Regions from separate parts of the Mus musculus genome. Here regions 2, 3 and 4 are each linked to region 1. The links are chromatin contacts, called in public promoter capture Hi-C maps. All regions are on one chromosome and are shown on one strand. Each heading gives the region's core, a stretch centred on a gene start, on an enhancer-like site or on the middle of the called end of the contact. The rest is flanking DNA. Distances are from core to core; before and after follow the strand shown. Region 1 holds the start of Pum2 (pumilio RNA-binding family member 2). Region 2 overlaps Hs1bp3 (HCLS1 binding protein 3). Region 3 holds the start of Wdr35 (WD repeat domain 35). Region 4 holds the start of Matn3 (matrilin 3).

The links. Promoter capture Hi-C pulls out the DNA fragments that hold promoters and counts their contacts. Capture Hi-C pulls out chosen DNA fragments and counts their contacts.
Region 2: a promoter capture Hi-C map of the HPC-7 cell line shows a contact between it and region 1. The contact joins the enhancer-like site here to the promoter of Pum2 in region 1. A contact is called at or near these places in 8 of 39 promoter capture datasets (the C10 cell line, the HPC-7 cell line, cranial neural crest and 5 more), 2 of 484 Hi-C or Micro-C datasets (CD4 T cells and muscle stem cells), 7 of 115 datasets of contacts at active chromatin or transcription factors (bone marrow-derived macrophages, effector CD8 T cells, epiblast stem cells and 4 more) and 2 of 9 other capture datasets (liver and pancreatic islet).
Region 3: a contact with region 1 is called in a promoter capture Hi-C map of liver. The contact joins the promoter of Wdr35 here to the promoter of Pum2 in region 1. A contact is called at or near these places in 11 of 39 promoter capture datasets (the C10 cell line, the HPC-7 cell line, cranial neural crest and 7 more), 1 of 15 datasets of contacts at CTCF or cohesin (the NIH/3T3 cell line), 4 of 484 Hi-C or Micro-C datasets (Th1 cells, bone marrow-derived macrophages, embryonic stem cells and 1 more), 9 of 115 datasets of contacts at active chromatin or transcription factors (bone marrow-derived macrophages, embryonic basal ganglia, embryonic hindbrain and 6 more) and 3 of 9 other capture datasets (adipose tissue, liver and pancreatic islet).
Region 4: a contact with region 1 is called in a promoter capture Hi-C map of pre-B cells. The contact joins the promoter of Matn3 here to the promoter of Pum2 in region 1. A contact is called at or near these places in 9 of 39 promoter capture datasets (the C10 cell line, cranial neural crest, frontonasal cranial neural crest and 5 more), 6 of 115 datasets of contacts at active chromatin or transcription factors (the 230-238 cell line, astrocytes, embryonic forebrain and 3 more) and 2 of 9 other capture datasets (adipose tissue and pancreatic islet).

The regions. Positions count from the first base shown.
Region 1 is chr12:8,672,395-8,675,901 of GRCm38.p6, reverse strand. It overlaps Pum2 (pumilio RNA-binding family member 2), which reads right to left and starts at 1,643. Exons shown (of 21, transcript NM_001160220.1): 1 at 1,422-1,643.
Region 2 is chr12:8,343,445-8,346,951 of GRCm38.p6, reverse strand. It overlaps Hs1bp3 (HCLS1 binding protein 3), which reads right to left. Exons shown (of 7, transcript NM_021429.3): 7 at 3,128-3,507. Among named protein-coding and RNA genes, the nearest start is that of Gm33134, 19 kb to the left of the region's middle. Within about 2 kb of position 1,866, at least 142 of the 459 cell types and tissues checked have an H3K27ac peak or open chromatin away from gene starts, as enhancers often do. A contact at or near this core is called in the HPC-7 cell line, bone marrow-derived macrophages, effector CD8 T cells and 5 more, where this site is marked.
Region 3 is chr12:8,972,311-8,975,817 of GRCm38.p6, reverse strand. It overlaps Wdr35 (WD repeat domain 35), which reads right to left and starts at 1,817. Exons shown (of 27, transcript NM_001159527.1): 1 at 1,639-1,817; 2 at 767-884. The coding sequence starts at 1,662.
Region 4 is chr12:8,946,176-8,949,682 of GRCm38.p6, reverse strand. It overlaps Matn3 (matrilin 3), which reads right to left and starts at 1,754. Exons shown (of 8, transcript NM_010770.4): 1 at 1,432-1,754. The coding sequence starts at 1,639.

The DNA of each region.
Region 1 (3,507 bases), core at 394-2,893:
TAAAAGTGCTCCTGGCAAATCCAGTTAAGGTAAATCTGCTAGACTGATAAAATGAGAAAAATAAAATTAAAGCCCTGAATACTGTAGCAAGTTTCTGAAATAAAAAAGTTATTGTAACTTTTTCATGTCGAACAGCTGTGCTCCAAAACATCAAAGACAACCCTACAGAACTTAATCTCTCCCAGAATCATTTTAAAGACATTCTTCAGTTAAAGAACATGCAGACAATTACTTATGACTGGTCACATGATGTAAATCATTTATAAACAGCAGGATATCGGACTAGCAACAGAGGCTTATTATTAACCAATTAAAAATAATCCATCTTTGTATTTTTAACAGGATTCCTGGCCAGAATTCCCTAAACCATCCTCCATTCACCCGGTCACATGGTTAGGAGTCACGAATCTAAGCGGTGAACAAGCTTCAAACACGCCAAGGTAACTCCTTAAAACTGCTTTCGTGACACACTGTATCGTTTCCAGGCACTGCACCCTGCTAAGCATTTAAAAACATTTCTCCTGAAATCATCACAGAAAACCCCTTCCTCCAGATTTCTTTAAATCTGAAAAAAACTATCATAGCATGTCTTCTTTTGTACATAAAACGTCTGAATTCCATTCCCTTCCCCAAAAGTTCAGCTGTTACAGAATAAAAGGCTACGAGGAAAAAGAAGGGTTTCTAAAGCCGTATTCTTGGAAGAAGCACTAACTTTACACGTGTTCGGCCATAAACTCCGCACAGTTTATTTCCCCTCAAATTTGACCGTATTCACAAGCAAAACTAAGGTTCGAATATCTGAAGTCGCTGTTTTGGTCTTCGGCTTTCAAGTTCCTCGTTCTTCGGGTACCGAAGAGATGTTCCCCTAACAAAAAGCACCACGTTCCTTTCTAAGGCACCTGAACAGGTCGAACCCCAGTCCCGATTTTCTTTCACATTCACATCCGTTTGCCAAGGTTTTCCTGGACACTCGCAGGCCAGAGGACCACCCCGCACCCCAACCTAGCGACCCCCGCCCACCCACCCTCGCTCTCATAAACCCACTCCTTCCGCTTCACCCACTTCCACCTCGCACGTTTCTCTGGATTCACCGTGCTTCTTCCAGACTGTGGGCACCGAGGGGCTGGAGGCCGCCTGGCACCCACACGGATCTGGTCACTAAGGCCGGCAAAGGGCGCGGGGCGCGGGAAGGAAGCGGGAAAGCGGCGAGTGCGCCCCCTCCCCCGCCGGCGCACACCCCCTTCCGGCTCCCCTCCCCCGGCATTGTGCGAGCGGGGCCCAGGCCGCGGCCCGCCGCGATCCCCGCCCAGGCCCGACCCGTTCCCGCCCGAGGCCTGCTCCCGCGGAGGCCGCCACACAAAGCCCAGAGCCGGCCCCCGCGGCGCCCACGGACCCGACGAAGCGAGCGCGGGCTGACTTACAGGGCTGCTGCGGCCGCGCTGCCTCAGCCGGGGGACACCGACCGTTGGGCACCGGCGGCGACGCTCTCGGCCGTCCGTCCTCCCCCTCCGCCTCCGGTGGCGGCGACGTCTTCTTTCTCCTCCTCCTACCTCCCTCCCCCCCACCCCACCTCCTTCTTCTCCTCCCCCTCCTCCTCCGAACCACCGAAGTACCGAGGGTGAGGCACAGAGACTCACAACAACATGGCTGCCGCCGCCGCCTCCCCTCCCCTCCCTCCCCCGCCCACCGGCCGCGCGCAAAGCACTGCGGGAGAAAGGGGGGAGCACTCACCCAGCCGCGACGCCTCGCAGTGAAGTGCGTACTTCTCCCGCGCGCCGGGCGCAGGGGGCCGGCCGGGGCTCCGCGCGTGCGCACTGGCGCGGCGCTCTCCTCGCGGGTGAGGCCGCCATCGGGCGTGCACTTCCCGGCCTTTACCTTCTGGGATCAGGGCTGGCCTGCACGCCGGACCTCTGGCGCTCTGCTCCCGGGGCTGGTCACGCGCCTCGTGTGGTGCTGCAAACCCCCGACTTTCTGTGTGAGACTGAATTTATTCATCCACCGCTTCCTCCCGGATATCTCATTGTTCTCCCTAAACTGCCTGTGTGTAAGCACTGCTGCCCATGCACCCCAAAATTGAAGTCTCTTTCCCCCTACTTCCGGTATGCTGGCACCTACAGGAGTTGTAGACCTTAATACAGCCCTACCGCTCAACGTTTATCTCCCCTTTTCCACTCAAATGTTGGAGGTTTAGGGATAAAAAAAAAATGCACCTTGTTATCGTCTACAGTAGGCAAGTGTTACTGACTTCCTGCAATTGATGAGCCAGGGGTACTGGGTAAGCACAAAAGAAACTACCTTGGCTATGTATCAGACTGAATGTTTTCTTATTACCAGTTACAGAATTGTCTTGCCCTTCCTTGAAATCTGCAGGGAACAACAATGGCTCCAAAGATTTGGTCGCAGTCGTTGGGACCACTTTCTATCACACCTCTCTTGGAGAGTTTAGGCCCTCATGGGACAACTTCCTAATTAATGGCTTACCTCCTGGTTTTGACAATCCAGGGCCTTTTAATTAACTCAGTGTCTTCCCTAGGCATCTGTGAGCTCTACCAGGCTAAGGACTGTATGTGCTTTGTTCATGTGATGTATCCTAGTGCCTGTTAAACACAGCTCTTTGGGTTTTCATCATTATAAAGACAGACTGATTTAAAATTTATCTTGCCGGGCGTGGTGGCGCACGCCTTTAATCCCAGCACTTGGGAGTCAGAGGCAGTCGGATTTCTGAGTTCAAGGCCAGCCTGGTCTACAAAGTGAGTTCCAGGACAGCCAGGGCTATACAGAGAAACCCTGTCTCAAAAAACCAAAACCAAAATAAATAAATAAATAAATAAATAAAAATCTTACTGTTGTATCGCTTTGACAGAATACTAAATCAGGTCATTAATAAAGAAAATAAATTTACTTCCCAAGCGTCTGAAGACTAGGAAGTCCAATGCTAAAAGTAGTGGAAAGATCCTTGGGGCTGTGTAATCAATCCCATGATAAAACTCAAAAGGACAAAAGACCAGGAGGGGAGGGCTTGAGCTTGCTTTTATAATAATCTACTCAAAATAACATATACTCCCTAGATAGTGATACTAATTTATGCAGGAGAGCCCTTTGACTTAATCCCACCTCTTTTTAAATATCAATATGCATGTTTGTGTGTGTACAGGTGCACATGTGTGTGCATGGCACGTGGAGGGATGAGGTTGACACTCTCACTGAGATTTTACTGGGCTGGCCGGCCAGTGAGTCCCAGGAATCCTTTTGTCTCTGTCTGCCAGGCATTGTGATTACCTATAGTTGCCACAATTCCCTGTTTTATAAACAGGTTCTGGAACTCAAACCATCTTTGTGCTTGCTCAGTAAACATTATTACCGAATGAGCCATCTCCCCCCAGATCCTCAATCCCCCTGTTATTAGGCTACCACTTCCCAACATTGCAACATTGTTGTACTGGGTTTTTAAATTCCAACCCATAAACATGTAGAGATAGATGCTTCTGCATCTCCCAGGCATATCAC
Region 2 (3,507 bases), core at 617-3,116, 330 kb after region 1:
ATGTGGTCCTTTCTGTATAGGACTGACCTATTCTATTGACATCTTTTCTGCTTCCCTGGGACACCTGATGCCCTGTGGTTCATAGGATGCAATTCTGCACACAGTAGGCACCCACTGAACACTGTCTGGAGACGGGGTATTGGACATGACTGGACAGCTTGGTTGTAGGAATCCAGCTAATCAAGCTTTCTTGAAGGAAGTGACTGAGGCTGTGTTTGTGGGGTTGGCAGAGAAGCATCAGGCCTCTGAACGTGATCAGCAGAGGGAAAACCCACTCACGGAACCCAAGTGGAGCGCATGATCTCCGTGTCAGTGGCTGAAGCTTTATTCTCAGCCTGACCTGAGGAGTACAATCTCTAGCCCCTCACAGTGGCCAGAGCCATGGAAACAAGAGCCAGGAGTCAGCAAGCAGAGCGGGCCCCGAGGTCTGCACATCATGGTTATTCACTGCACAACACCCAGCACCTATAACAGCCAGTGCTTCGGAGAGGCTCACTGAGCGGAAGCCACAGGCCTCGATGACTCCACCTGGCCACTGCCACTTAGTAGGCAGCTCCTTGGGTAAGAGTCCCTCTACGACCAGCTCCCTAAGCTTCTTCAAGCACAGCTACAACTCAGCCAAAGTACATCCTATTTCAGGAATTGAGAGAGTCAGTCTTTTTGTTTGTTTGTTTTTTGAGACAGGGTTTCTCTGTGTAGCCCTGGCTGTCCTGGAACTCACTCTGTAGACCAGGCTGGCCTCGAACTCAGAAATCCGCCTGCCTCTGCCTTCTAAGTGCTGGGATTAAAGGGGTGTGCCACCACCGCCTGGCTGAGTTAATATTTTAAAAAAAGATTTATTTATTTTATTTATATGAGTACACTGTAGCTGTCTTCAGATACACCAGAAAAAGGCATCAGATCTCATTACAAATGGTTGTGAGCCACCATGTGGTTTTCTGGGAATCGAACTCAGGACCTTCAGAAGAACAGTTAAGTGCTCTTAACTACTGAGCCATCTCCCCAGCCCCTGCGATAATCTTTTCAAAACATATTCGATTGCGAGCATTTCATAGGACACCTGTGCACAGGTGTGAACAGGTTCCTACAGCAGTGGGAAGAGGACGTCACGATCCCTTCGATCTGCAGTTACAGGTGGCTGTGAGAAACCCAACCTGTCATGGGTTGTAGGTCCCAGACTTTGATCCTTTAGGAGAGCAGCAAGCTTCCATGATCCCAACCTGACCACCTCTCACTAAAGTGCTGAGAGTCACATGAGGACTGCTAGCTGTTTGTGTCACTTCTCTACCAGTCCCTGGCCACCTTTCTCCTGACTCCTTAGGGTATAGAGTTGGGTAATGATTGCTCAAAACAACAGTCTGCAGTCCATGGGGGCATCTAAGACTAGAACTGAGGGCTCAGCTACTCCAAGGCACTTTGCACATCATGCCTGCTCTGGGCTGTCCTCAGCCTATGGAGAGGTAGCTGAACTGGGAAGTACCTGGCATCCAGGCAGGAGATACACTGGTGGCTTTGTGGTCCTCTTCTGGGGATGCGTATAGCCCGGGTGGTGAGCGAGCTCGAAAGCTAAGCACACACAGCCTTTCACATCAGCCTGGCTCTGGATGGCAGTCTGTAGACACCAAGCCTAGTGATAGCTAGGAACAAAGAGCAGCAGGACTTGGCTGTGATTAGCCTCTGCAGCAAGGACTCTAGTTTCAGAGCCGATCCTTGAGCACATGGGCATGACCAGAGATGCAGAAATGGCCCCTCTATGCAGCAGAGCACAGGATGCCAGCCCGGCCAGAATTAGCCCCAGAACTGGGACTTTGCAGAACTGTCTCAAGTTCACAATGTTCTAAGAACAACACTGGGAGGAAGGGAGCAGCGGATGCAGCCGCTGGCAACACTTCCTGCCCACGGGGCCCATAATAGCCCCAAAGAAGCACACACTGCTGCCCAGCCGTCACTTTCTCTTGCTTGGAGATACTGGAGCTGCGGGCTCCCGAAGAGTCAGTCCTCAGAACAGAACAGCCGTTAGTTCACCCTCAAGAACACAGACTCCAACTCAGTCCTAAGAATTCAAACCTAAGTACTGGGAAGAGAGGCTGAGGGGTGGCTCAGACTGCACACATCTGAGAATCCCTAAGAAGCTGTTTGCTCTGTGGTGGGTGGCAGCCTGCAGAGCTGTATGCTGAAGAACCCGACATGCAGCAGTGCCGTGCTGGGCTGCTGGGGTGCAAGGCTAGGCCTGTGTATTATATCCATCAGGTGGGGCATGTCTGAAATCATGGTACTTCCAGTTCCATGTGGAGAACCCAAGATGAGAATCTGGAGGGAAGGGGTCCTCATTCCACACGGGGCTTGGCTGAGTGATTACTAGCCAGAGACTCCTTCTGGGCCCTCTGCCTCAGTTTACACAGTGGGAAAAACTAGATCTCCTAGATCCCTTCCTTCCTTCCTTTCTCCTAGTTCCAGCTAAGAGACAGTCTGGAGGGCTGGGCCAGAGTTAGCAGACATAGAATACCTACCCTGGTTACAAAGGACTATTCCAGCCCCCCACCAGAGAGAGAGAGAGAGAGAGAGAGAGAGAGACAGAGACAGAGACAGAGACAGAGACACAGAGAGAGACAGACAGAGAGACACAGAGACAGAGACAAAAGAGAGACAAGGCAATAGAGAGGGGGAGACAGAAACGGAGATAGACACACATAGAGAGAGACACACAGAAACAAAGAGACAGAAACACAGAGAGTCAGAGGCATAGAGTACCTTCCCTGGTTACAAGGGACTATCCCAGCCTCCATCACAAAGAGAGAAAGGAAGAGACAGACAGAAAGACAGAGATAGAGAGGTGGGGATAGAAATAGACAGAGACATGGAAACAGACAGACAGACAGACAGACAGACAGACACACACACACACACAGAGAGAGAGAGAGAGAGAGAGAGAGAGAGAGAGAGAGAGAGAGAGAAACACACAGAGTCAGAGACATAAGAGTACCTTCCCTGGCTACAAAGGACAATCCCCTCAACACACACACACACACACACACACACACACACAACACCACCACCACCACCACCACCACCACCACCACCACCACTTCTCCTCTCAGCCCAGGCATGGAAAAGAACAACACTGAAATTCTGGCTTTATCACACACAGACTTTACTGGATAACTGGGAGACAGACTGGCTGTAGGTCACAGACCAGTGATCAAAAGAAGTCATGATTGGAAAAATGCTATCTGTGGGGCAAACAACCATGCCAGGGTGTCCCAAAAGCTCCACAGCAGACAAGTCCCCACTAGTGGGCAAAGCCACACTAGAGAGTGGTAGGTCAGGTCAGATACTGTTAGGGACCCCACGTGGGGATCAGTCCATGGTCATCCAAGCTCCTACACACCCATTGGCTCCTATGTCATCTGTCACCCAAAGTAGGTGCAAGGTGTGTATGAAAGAGGTAGAGAGCTGGTAGCCAAGGCACACAGGAATGGATATAAAGGGACTAGGGTTCAAAGATGC
Region 3 (3,507 bases), core at 568-3,067, 300 kb before region 1:
GTGTGTGTGTGTGTGTGTGTGTGTGTGAGAGAGAGAGAAAGAGAGAGAGAGAGACTTTTTAAAAGACCAAGTGGAAATAAAATCAATCAAGCTGGCATGAGAACAAAAATCTGATAATACTGATAAATATCTTAAAAAAAAAAACAAAAACAAAAACAAAAACAAAAAAACACTTTACCAGTAACTGCTGGATCTGAAAGGCAATAAATAAGGCATCTCCTCGGGAGATGGCTGAGTCAGTAAAGAGTTTGCTGTGCAAGTGTGAGGGCCTGACCTCAGAGCCCCAAAACTCATACCTAACACAGGGATCAGATCACGCTCCTGTAATCTCAGAGAGGACACAGGAGGCAGACACAGATGGAAGTTTTCAGGCCAACTAGCCTGTCCTACATGGCAACTTCTCAGGCCTGTCTCAGAAGACTCTGCCTCAGAAACAGTGACAGGAGGGGCTTGAGAGATGGGTCTGTGGTTAAGAACACGTGTTGTTCTTGAAGAGAACCAGTGGTCAGTTCTCGGCACCTACAAACCATCTGTAACTAGTTACAAAGGAAAAGATCCCATGCCCTCTTCTGGCCCCCACAGGCACTACATGCATGTGACACCATAAAATACGTTCAGGCAAAACACCCATACCATAAGAATAAACCCCTTTAAAAAAATTAAAACTTCATAATGACAAATACCATAAGTAGGTCTCACTAGCCACTAGCCACTAGCCACTGCTTTCTACCAGTTTCACACATCTGTACTGGTGATGATCACTTACCTGTCTGTGTCTCGAGTCTTAAAACTTTCAGTAATCCATCCTCACCGCCACATGCTATGAACCCTTGGTCCTTGTTCCAGGATATACATTTCAGCTTCACATTATTGGGAACAGCAATCTGTAAACACGAATCACAGTGATGCTAGCTTTTCACGAAGGAGTTGGAGGATCTCCATCCAGGAGATATAGACAGGCAAACATCTTCCAAGAAGAAACCTGCCCGAACTTGTCGTAGCCCATGTTACCAATCCCAGCACTGAGGCAGAAGGGTGGAAAGTTGGAAGCTGGCCTGGGCTACACAGCAATATCCTGTCTCAAAAAAGAGCATGAAAAAGGGAGAGAGAAACAATAACGCCCTGCAGCAAAATGAACTATTATGAAAATGGCTGTGGTCTTCTTAAATGTTCTGAGCCCTAGCATTCTGTAAAGAAGTGCACATAAAGGAAGGTGATTGCCAAGGAAGCGGGCGGGAACGGGGTGGGGGTGTCTGAACTGAGGCGGGAACTGAGACATAAATTCGTATCGCTGCTGCTCTTACTTCCTTTCCCACACCACACTTATATTTCTCTCTTAGGGCAGACTGTCATAATCTACCTTCTGGATCAACAAGTAGCAGAGGAAAGACCACCAGCGCTTGGTGATCACTTTTTATCACTGAAAAGAAACTTGGCATGACTGGAATGTGGAAGAATCCTGAGAAAGAGCTGCTGGCTCTGCCAAGGACTACCGGAGCACAGAGACCTGTGAGAGGAGATAGGTGACAGGAAGATGGAGAAGCTGCCTGGCAGCCGCCTGCAGTCCCGGGAGAATGCGGGCACCGGCGGGCTACAGGAATGGAGGCGGCGCGACGGCGGTCCCCAGGAGAAACTCACTTTCTTGCTCAGGTAGAAGAACATCGTGGGAACTCGGAGAAGACGACCCACAGCGGTCAAGGCACGCTAATATATAACGGGTTCTACACCTCCATTTGCGAGCACTGGTGGATCGGAGAAGCTCCCGTCGCCTGGCAACCACCGCCGCCCAGTCGCATCCGGGGCGCTTAGAGAACTTCCGGCGTGGCCTCCCGCCCCGTGTTGGTCGTCGTGCGCCTGCGCGGGCGATGGGGCGGCTGTGTAATTGGTGTGGGGTGAAGTTGATCAGTTCTTCAATGCCTTGGCTTCGAGCCTTTCTGCTCTCAGTTTAGCGATCTGCCATGCGTATCTCTCCCAGCGCCGTCCCTTCATCCCCGCCGCTGTGTTACAACATCACGCTAATAGTCGTGCGTCAGGAGTCAGTATAAGCTAAAGGGAGCCCCTTCCAAAAAAGGTCTCAGGAGTTCTGTGTTTTCTCTCTAACCGCTCCACCCGACCCCGACCAATATTCTTGAAAAGAACGTCAGTTGTTGCATTTGGTAGGCTGGCACCATCGGACAAATAAAAAATGGCAGTGCAGATGTGCATTTTGAGGACTGCCTTCTTTGAGAGAACTACAGAGCCCTCTGAAGCAATTTAGGAGTGGGCACTATTATTTTGCGTTGGATTAGGGTTCTTATGGCTGCGACAAAACACCATGACCAAAAAGCAAGGTGAGGAGCTTGAAAGGGTTTAGTTGGCTTACACGTCCATACTGCTGTTCATAATCTAAGAAAGTCAGCAGGAACTCAAACAGGGCAGTAGAAACCTGGAGGCAGGAACAGATGCAAAGGCCATAGAGAGTTTTCTTATAGAACCCAGAACCACCAGCCCAGGGATGGCCCTCCCCAATCAATAACTAGTTTTTTAAAATGCCGTACAGCATTTCAGATAACTCTAGTTTGTGCATCAAGCTGACATAGGACTAGCCAACACAGAATCCTTAAAACACCTTAAAAATTATGTCAAGGGTCCTTGTAATGGGAGTAATATGACCTTTGGGTCATTAAAGCTACAACTACATTGTGGCGTACCCTCCCGTTTCAAAATATGTGAGGTGTTAGAGCTTTTCTATCCAGAGAGTGATTTTTCTATATTTCTCTTAACTTTTTGTACATCTTCCCTCGTGTGTGCATGTATGTGGAAGCACATGTGCAGACCAGAGACCTACATCATGTACCTTCTTCAATAACTTGCCATCTCATTTTCTGAGGCAGGATATCTCCGTAACCTTGGAACTTACAGTGTGGGCGAGACTGCCCCGCCAATGACCTCCAGCATCGCTTGATCCCCTCTCAACACGGGGGTTACAGGTGCAGCACAGCTAACCAGGCTTCTAGGAGTGCTGGGGATCCAAACACTTGTCCTCATGTTTGCAGCAAGCACTTCACCCACTGAGCCATTTTCCCATGTCCCCATTGTCCTTTGGGGTATCCTGATGTTAACAAAGTTCCCAAATCTAGACATTCAGGTGGATCCAGTCCTGTGGAGGTATTTGGTCTCACCCATTTTTGTGTTATTTTTGGTTTTCCTTTTTAACATAATCTGCAACTATCAATATTGGCTCATATATCCTAGTGTGCACTTCATACAGAAGTGTTAAGTTCCCCACTTGAGTCTTCCCTACCACAAGCACACAACCTTTGAACCCTTTGACTTCAGGCAATTGTCTCACCACATCTAGAAGTTAAGGGTCCAAGTGTTTTTTATTTCAGTGTGGATGTTCCTCAAAATCAAACAACAACTAAAACCTAAAGATAGATCTACCATATTATCCAACCATGTCACTATCAGGTACATACCCAAAGAATCGGAAGCAACATAAAATAGAGATGCCTGTACCCCTGTGTT
Region 4 (3,507 bases), core at 505-3,004, 270 kb before region 1:
CCTAAAAGTGGAAGAGGTAGCCGAAGAGGGGTCTGAGTGAGCAAGATGTGAGATGGGCTCAAGCTGCTGTTGCTATTTTTCAAGAGGGAAGACAAGGTAGAGCTCTCTTCTCGTCCCTACTCCCTCTGCAAAGGTACACAGTGTTCTTTAATCGCAGTCTCAAGATCGACAGTTTGATTCTCAAGAAAAGAGAACTTGGGCTTGTGGGCACAACTCTGATGGTTAACTTAACTTGCATGGGTTCCACTTGTGCCCATCTAGGTGCCAATGCTCTTGTCATTTTCAATCTGGGATTTCAAATCAGTTTTGATGGAGTTTCCTGAGCTGGTCCTCCACATATCCAGCAAATCACAGGAGGAGACAGACCATGCAAAACAGCCAAACACCACGGCTGGCCAGATGAGCCTGAACGCCTAAAACATGGTTTGCTATAGCCTCTTTCAAGTGAAGACCAGACAGACTAGAGCTGGATCTTTGGGTAAGAAAGAGGCAATCTTCTGTAAGTGGTGCAGAAACTTTGGCAAGCTGTACAGTGGACGGAGCCCCTGCTTGACTTTTGGGGTTTTGATTTTCACTCAGGGGATCTGATGTTGATTTTGGTTTTGGCTTTTTTTTTTTTCACTATGTTAATCCTTGAGGTCCCTGTATGTCTTGTGAGGGGTCATGACAGGTGTTTATCAGCTTCTCTGGGCTCTGTAGATTTGTTCTGCTCAGAGCAATGTTAGTGGCTGGGGGTAGGGGGGAGTGGAGTTGTTCGTCAAAGACCAGACCTGTCTGGTTCTTTGGGGACTGACAGAGTATAGTTTGGAGTGTGGGGCCCAGTCGGTATGAGCAGAATCCCAGGGCTGGGGCAGAACAGAGTAGGGTTCTAGAACAAGATCCTCCCTGGACACCTAAATGGCAGCTTGGTTTGCCATCCTACTCTCACTTCCTACACCTCCGCTAAGTCGTGCCTTTTTCCATATTCTGAGTCTCCTCTAAATCCTTTCTTCTTAGGAAAAAAGGCACACAGTGAATGCAAAATAGACGAAGATTTCCAGGTAACAGCAAACAGAGTGTCAGGAAAAGTTTGCTCTCCCTAGCCAAAAGACCAAGGCCAGATAGAGCTGGGAGCCCCCATTCCCTGGCTGGCGCTCCTACAGGTGCACGTTGCCCCCTTCCCAAATCACAAGGAAATTCAGGATACCAGATGCTATATGCGCATGACCTTACATTCTAGCCCTACCCGCTCCCCTGCGTTGTCAGACCCTCAGTTTCTGAGCAGGACTGCAGGGGGAAAGGATGCAGCACCCTGCCTGCCTGAGGCTGGGATAAAGGCACGTAGATGTAGCATGCTACGTTCCTGGGTCCCGGCCCCTCTTCCCTCCTCCCAGCTATGGCTGTGGCACCCTCTCTGGAGAATAAGTTTACCACCCACCCACCCCACTGTACCTGCGCCGCGGCCCCCGGAATATGGCGCGCGGGTGGAAGTAGCCAGAGCAGAGAGATGCCCAGGGCTGCCTCCGGGGACTCGTGTCCCCAGCCGGCGGACGCTCGCGCGGGCCAAACGTCCAGGAGCAGCCAGGGAAGGCAGGAGCAACAGCGGCCAGAGCAGCAGCAGAAGCCCCGGGAGGTGGCGTAAGGGGGCTGAGAGCAACATGATGGGCTTGACGACCTGCCGGGGTCTGTGAGCCGCGAGGTAACTGGGGTACACAGGGTCAGAGGTCTCAGCCATAGGGCCTCACATTGGCAACCAATTTAAAGGTCCCGCTTCTGAGGCTCCGCCCCGCCCCGCCCACTAGAAGGCCTTGCCACGAGAGCCCGGGAACCGCCAAAGGCCAACAAGAAGCCCTGTCTGTGCATTCCAGTGGCAGGAGCGGAATGTCTGGGACTAGGCGGCCAGCGGCACAGTGGTCACTGCCCGCCTAGTCCGGTGGGCTCGGCTGGGTGCCTCCTGGCCGATTGCCTCCTTGTAAAACCAGGCTAGGATTGGGGGACTCCTGCTCTATCCCGGCCAGATCTGTGCCCCCAGATTCTGTTTGACAAACTTCAAGTTCTGTACCCACTGCAGAACAAGAGCCTCACACAACGCACCTTTCACCGGCCAAGAAAACTTGCTGTGATTTTTTTTTTTTTTTAAGGATAGGCCTCACAAATTCTAGCATCGTGAATGGGATGCTTTTAGCCCCGTTTTAAATATTCATAAACATTTAAACTTATACTACCAGGAATAGTAAATCAAACATATACTTCCCCAAAGAGCCTCCGGTTTGCTGGAAGAACACCCACTTCCTCTCCGGAAGAATAACCAGCACAGGGCTGGAAACTGCTCGGGAGACCTTCAACTCACTGTGTGAGAGAAGATGCACAGATAGTATACTGTTAGGGGAACGTGATGGGTTATAAAAGTGGCCTGTGTGCGTAGGAAGGGCTTCTAACAGGGGAGGAGAGCTGAGCTGGATTTTCAACCACTGCAATGAGCATGAATGAGTCTCAACAGAGCCGATCCAGTCTTTTCTGCCACGACTGTTGCCTTTCTACCATCCAGCGCGTGGTAACCTGACAGTCATGTCTCCTACAAATTATACAACAGCTAAGAGGTAGAGGTAACCTGGTGTCCTCTGGGTGAGTGGATACACAGAAGATAGTATCTGCATGTCTTAGGGTTACTATGGCTGCGATGAAACACCATGACCAAAGTAGTGTTGAGAGGAAAGGGTTTATTTGGCTTGCATTTCCACATTGCTGTTCAGCATTAAAGAAAGTCAGGACAGAAACTCAAGGCAGGAACCTGAAGACACGCGCTGATGCAGAAACCACAGAGGAGTGCTGCTTGTTGGCTTGCTTAGGCTGCTCTCTTATAGAACCCAGGACCACCAGTTCAGGAGTTGCTCCACTCACAATGGGTTGGTCCCTCTCACATCGCTCACTAATTAAGAAAGTGTCCTACAAGCTTGCCTACAGCTCGATCTTACAGAGGCGTTTTCTCAGTCAATATTCTCTCCTCCGATGACTCCAGCTTATGCCAAGTTGACAAAACTAACCATCACACTGCATGTATGAATACTAAGCAGCCTTCGAGATAAAGTTCGAGGGCATGTTGCAAGGTGAAATAAGCCAGCCACAGGAGACATGTTTAGAATGATACCGTTTGTAAGGAGTATCTAAAGTAGTCAGTTTGCATTGAAACAGTGGAAAGCTGGCTCCTGGGAAACTGGGAAGGAAGGCAGTTGGAGTTGATTGGTGGCTGTAAGCTTTCAATTCTGCAAAATGAGAAGTTGTGGAATCCGATCCCACAGTAACATGAACACACTGCTGTAGTTAGAATGTGCACTCTTCACGTTCAGAAGTCGGGAACTTAAGCCTCAAGGTCCCAGACTACTTGGGAAATAAGCATGCCTGAAAGAAGTCACGAGGGAACACTGCCACGATGGCATTAGTGGCTTTCTAAGAAGTGTTGGTCTGGAGAGCTGGCTCTGGTGGGTGAAGTATAAGGACCTGAGTTCTGAACCCCAGAATTCACATCGA